Regions from separate parts of the Zea mays genome. Here region 1 is linked to region 2. A link is a contact called in public Hi-C data. All regions are on one chromosome and are shown on one strand. The core of a region is the stretch at or near the end of the contact, and the rest is flanking DNA. Distances in the headings are between cores, read along the strand shown. Region 1 holds the start of LOC100282010 (60S ribosomal protein L11-1). Region 2 holds the start of LOC100216929 (BES transcription factor).

Region 1 (2,700 bases), core at 9-2,508, 530 kb after region 2:
GCTTATCATGATCAGGCCCTAGACCTCTAGTAGCCTACCATGACCCTTCAATAATGGCAATGGGGAATGGGAGGAAAGATACCAAACAAATCAATCGCTTCATCCTCACGATGCACAACACACAACACAGGTAGTTACAGGATGAGATTGATGCAAGGTCCCTCTCGATCGAGAATTAACTACCTAACAAATACTGTTGTGAAAAAGAAGCGACGAAAGCATACATGTACATATATAGCCTGAAAGGATTATTTTCGAACTCGACGAGAGGACGAGATCAATCAGGTGCCGCTGGTGCCAAAGCAAAAGTACAGATATTTATTCTGTTTTTGATGGTCCTGAAAAATGGAGATTGATCTAGGCACCCTTCTAGCTAGCTGAGCACTATCATTTTCATGTAGTGTACCTGTTTTGGTTTCGCTTCCAGTAGGCGGCAATCTGACCGATGTTACAGGGTGTTTGGGTAGGGAGATTCATCTAAGGCTTGTTCATTTCAACAATAATTTATGTAGATTAGATGATATTAAGTCGGTTTAAATTCGTAGCAAGTCGAAATTCATCTCAATCCATTCCAATACACATCAATCCACATGGAATTGAAATAATCGAACAAGGCCTAAAATGGTTCAATTCCCTGATCCGCATCAGTATAGAGTATTGCCACAACTTCTCTAGTGTCAAATGACTAGAGACATTGTTTTCCAATCATGTTGCTGCTCATGCCCATCTGATTGGTTGCCCATCATATGCGTTGACTTTGTCTTAGCTTATGTTTAGTTGCATACACACGATAAACATATGTTGCATGAGCGGATACAAAATAATCCATTTTAAGACGGTTTGGCTGATCGAATCCGTCGTATCTGGCCCACCATGGCCGCACGAGCCCGGGCGCCAACATACAACCATCCAATCAAGCGGTATATGGCTGTATTGCAACGCATGACGCATCTGGTTCCCTAGATGTGGATCCACGTCAGAAATTAGGTCAACAATTCAAAAACAAATTTGTTGACAATAAAAGTCATCATGCTATTTCAAGCCTAGGATCATAGGATGGGCCCTTCTTACTATTTCAAGCCTAGGACGGGCCCTACACATTGGGCCAGTTCGTCATCATGCTGGATTGTTATATTAACCCGGCCTGTACGTCGTCAGTGACGAGGGGCCAGCGAATATAGTCCAAATGTTTTCTTCATATTACAGCCCAAAACAAAAGCCCATAACTTTATCAATGAACCAGGCCCAAGTGAAAGTCGAGACCCCCCTGTCTCTAGGGTTTCCCTCTTTTAATTCCCCCGCCGCCGCCCCTCGCCACGCTCCGCCAGCCGCTGCCACTCGCCACGTTCCACCAGCCGGCGCCCCTTTTCCTTCTCACTCCGCTGGCGCCGGCGCCGCCTTATCCATGGTGAGCATCTGGTCTCTCCCGTCATCACGCTTAGCTGCTCCTCAGTTACTGTATATGGACCTAACCCTTATGCGCTTCTCTGTGTGCGTGTCTTTTCTTTCGCAGGCGTCGGAGAAGAAGCAATCCAACCCGATGAGGGAGATCAAGGTGCAGAAGCTGGTGCTCAACATCTCCGTCGGAGAGAGTGGGGATCGCCTCACCCGCGCCGCCAAGGTTCGTGCCTGTTCTTGCGCCTCAGATTTTTGCAAAAAAAAAAAAACAGTTTATTGTTTTTTATCCTTGTTATAGCCGTCCGGTTTCCATCGTTGGTAGATGTAATCTCATGCGCCCTTCATAGGTAGCTTCTGCTACTCGTTTAGTATGGTTTGTTCGGATTGTGTGTAACCAGGATAATATTTTTTATAACGGAAGAATGTAGTTCCATGGAAAGAGTTTGAAATTCAGTCTGGTCTCCGTATTGTGCAACAATTCCTTAACGGATTGCAGCTGGCAGATGACGTCTCTTATAGTTGTAGGCTTGTAGGATCACTTTGTGTAGTCATTTCTGATGTCGATCACTGACAACAGAATGAGAATTCGAAGCTTAATGGTAACTGTGTAATAAAGAAACTTGAGCTATTAATGTCATTTATCATTACAGTGCCTTTTCTAGTACATCGAAACTCATGCAAATGACCTCAACCATGTTGTTTTGGTGGCTGTAGCTACTCATTTACTGCTTAGTATTGTAAATCATACTATTTTGAACTCTAACTATGCTGTAAACTGCTTAATAGTTGATTACTTCTATGGACCCCTTTAAATTTACCATAAGCATATCAGTAAGTCCATGGTTGCATCCATGCTTGCAGGTCCTGGAGCAACTGAGTGGCCAGTCACCAGTGTTCTCTAAGGGTATATTTGCTTGTTTTATATTAGTGTTTTCTTCTCTGCTTCCTAACACCGATGAGTTTCTTTTGTTTAATATTTTGTGGTTTTCTGATTCTTCAGCTAGGTACACTGTCCGTTCCTTTGGTATCAGGCGTAATGAGAAGATTGCCTGCTATGTTACTGTAAGGGGTGAGAAGGCAATGCAGCTTCTGGAGAGTGGACTTAAGGTCAAGGAATATGAACTGCTAAGGAGGAACTTCAGTGACACAGGGTGCTTTGGTTTCGGAATCCAGGAGCACATTGATCTTGGCATCAAGTAAGACTCTTCAGTGTGTCCTGTTTCTGACTCACTGAAACTTAGGTCTATAATTATGTTAATACAAAATTGAGCAGCATTTAGCTATCATTTCTTGGGACGGAGA
Region 2 (2,957 bases), core at 14-2,513:
ACCTTCCCTCAGCTGAGGAGGACCAAGAGAAATGTGGTAGCGGACAAAAAAAAATCTTCAGATGAGCTGTTGAAAATTTTCTTTTGGTCATGGCTAGGAAGGAACTACAAAAGCACCATTGGGAAGAAGAAAGCATGGCATCCCCAAAAGAAGTGCCTTCAGCGAATGCCGAAAAGGAAAGCAGCATTTCCCCGTTTGCGGTAAATCAAGCTTCCGTTTCCCTGGCCCGACAACAGACGAGCCTAAAACAGAGCCACCCGCCAAGCATAGCAATGGGTGACCCAAGACGAAAACGGAGCTCAAAGCAAGGAAGGACAGCTCCAAATCCAACGGCATATAGGAGCATCCAAAGATCGGCGGCCCACCGAACCAACGAAACCGCTACATTGCGTCCCGAGTGGCTAAAACGAAGGAGTGCGCTGTCCCCAGCCTCAGTAGTTCTACAGAGACGCTCCAAGTCCCAACAAAAGCGAAGATGAGTCTCCTGCTAGATTTGTGTAATTCTAACCGAAACCACCAAGCACGACTACTGGCGCTGCAAAAGTCTACGGAGCAATCAAAGCGAAAGCAAGCTTCTTTTTGAAAGCGCGGAGCAGGAACGGGATCGAAGCTAAGCTAAGCCGTCGAGAGGCCTGAGGCAGGGGGGGGAGGGGGGGGGGGGGGATGGATCGGCGGCGGGTACCTTGCGGTAGGTGGTGCCGTCGGGCTCGACGGTCCAGCCGGCCTCGTTGCAGAGCGCCTTGAGCACCTCGTTGTTGTCGCAGTGCTTGGGCAGGTTGTAGTTGCCGTAGGCCCTGAGGCCGGCGAAGATCTTGGCGGCGATCGCGCGGCGCCGGCGCTCCCTGCGGCGGTTGTTCTCGCGCTCCCTCCACGTGGGCACCCTGGTGCCCCCGATCCCGGCCGCGGCTCCCCCGGCGCCGCTCGTCATCGGCGGCGCGCCGGATCTCGCGGATCTGCTCCCCTCCCCCACGGCTGCAAGCCTGCAACCCCCGCGGTCCCTGTTCCCTTGCGGACGCTGCTCACCTCCTCGCTTGCTTTGATTTGTTTATTATTTGAGGGGGGTGGAATTTGGGGGAAGGAGCAGGAGGAGGAGGAGGAACAAGTAGTGGTCGTCTGAACGCAGCCGCCGCTGCTCTGCTGTGGCTACAGCTACGCTGCTGCTGTGGCTGCCGCTAGGTTGCTCCTCCCTCCTTCCTATTGTAACGCTGGCTGGGGGAGTGAGTGAGGAGCGAGGCTGGCCGTGGCCGAGGCTGGCGGAGCTGTGCTGATGCCTGATGCCAAGCTCCAGGAGTTACCCGGCTCACTCTTTTACCAGCGGCCCCCGGTGGAAGCGCCAAACTACCAGGGGCAGAAGCGGTATTCCCCTCAGCCCGGGCAGGGGAACGGTTAAAAAACGTGAGGGACCAGCTTTTGCAAAGTACGACGTCGCTCCCTGACGCGCGGGGCCCATGCGCCACGGCGGTTTCGTGGTCAAACGGGATGAGTGGTGGTGGGGGGCCTCGACAGCCGCCGTCTCGTCAGAGCGCAATCATCACGCCCAAGCGGGTGGTTCGCGCGAGCCGGACCGGCGGACCGCGGCCGAGCTCACCCGGGGGCCGGGACGGTGGCGTGGCTTTGGCGCGTGCCAGAGGAGGGACCCCGCGCGGCGGGTGAGTGTGGGAAACGGCCTCGGGATCCGCGGCGGGCGGGAGGCCTACGGCACGTTGCTGCTCACGCTCGCCACGTAACGACGCCGCTGTGGCCTGGGGGATACACTCCCAACTCCCAAGCCCTGACTCCAGCGGCGCTGCGCCTGCCGGTGGCCGCTCGGTCGCCTTGTTTGCACCGCATCGTTTGCTCCCGTAGTCCCGTGTCCGTCTTTTGCTCGCGCGTACGTTCGCCCGGCTTTGCCGGGTGTGTTTCCGGGCGTTTCGTGCGTGAATCCGGGGGCCGCGGCGGCAGCGGCCAGCTCGATGATGCATGTGTGTGGTACATTGTCTAGCGTGTGCATCGCGTACTGCTACGAGTATATAAATAAAACTTTCTTCCCGGATTTGCGTTACCAAAAAAAAAAGACACGGTGGCCTCACTCGATAGCTAGCGCTAGCCTTTGACTTTTTGATGGAAGCATCTGCGTCAGCGTGACGGTGAATGTACTCCTCGGATGACGTTTTCTTCTATCTCCATGGTTTTTTAGATATTTGTCTAAGGAAACGATGATTTTTGTGTGCATCACGTTACACTAGTCGATTTAGTGGGTGTTTAATTTTTATGGACTATTTTTAGTTACTATATTTTATTTTATTTTAGTTTCTATTTTTATGGCAAGATTTTTCTCCTGCTACGTAGGTCCTACTCGTTAGTCGTTAATGACGGGTAAAAAGTGTGGCAAGATTATCTTAGCGCGTGAAAAATTGTGGCCCAGAATTTAAACGCCTAACCTTAAACACCTTAGACAAGTGTGGCATAAAATTCTGTGGCAATTTTTGACACCATAGGTATACAACCAAATAGCTTTCTAGAGGAATTTTTGGCAAAAAATTGCGCAATTTTTTTGGCACATAGGTATAGATTCGTCGTTGCATATCTCGCAAAATGCAATGTGTCGCCCGCGGGTGTCTGTGTATACGGCAAAGCTCGGCGTCAAACTTGTCTGCCACTTTGCACACGGTCTTGCATGCCCGCTACTTTGCCACATATATTTTTTTATTTTCAACAACTTTTATTTTAAAATAGCTCCACTTTTAAATTTTTTATGTTTGTTACTGTTTTGTTGCTTAAACGGATTTGGGATTTGGTGCGGCAAAATCACGTTGTCGCATTACATTAGGGCTGAAAAATAAGTTCCAGGCTTGAAAGCCGGCTCGAGCTCACGAGCCTCGAACGAGCCAAGCCTGTTGTTTTAGCTCATTTTCGCAGCGAGCCGAGCCGGCTCGTTCCAGCTCATGAGCCTGTTTTTTAGTCTTTGATGATGAATA

What was found. Hi-C and Micro-C count contacts between places; a contact is called where the count stands out from the background.
Region 1: a contact with region 2 is called in a Hi-C map of leaf, with 3 times the contacts expected there. The contact joins the promoter of LOC100282010 here to the promoter of LOC100216929 in region 2. A contact is called at or near these places in 5 of 25 Hi-C or Micro-C datasets (bundle sheath, leaf, tassel and 1 more).

The regions. Positions count from the first base shown.
Region 1 is chr9:82,191,451-82,194,150 of Zm-B73-REFERENCE-NAM-5.0, forward strand. LOC100282010 (60S ribosomal protein L11-1) reads left to right here and starts at 1,259. Exons shown (of 5, transcript NM_001154923.2): 1 at 1,259-1,408; 2 at 1,514-1,621; 3 at 2,260-2,302; 4 at 2,399-2,594. The coding sequence starts at 1,406.
Region 2 is chr9:81,659,149-81,662,105 of Zm-B73-REFERENCE-NAM-5.0, forward strand. LOC100216929 (BES transcription factor) reads right to left here and starts at 1,264. Exons shown (of 2, transcript NM_001143314.1): 1 at 683-1,264. The coding sequence starts at 928.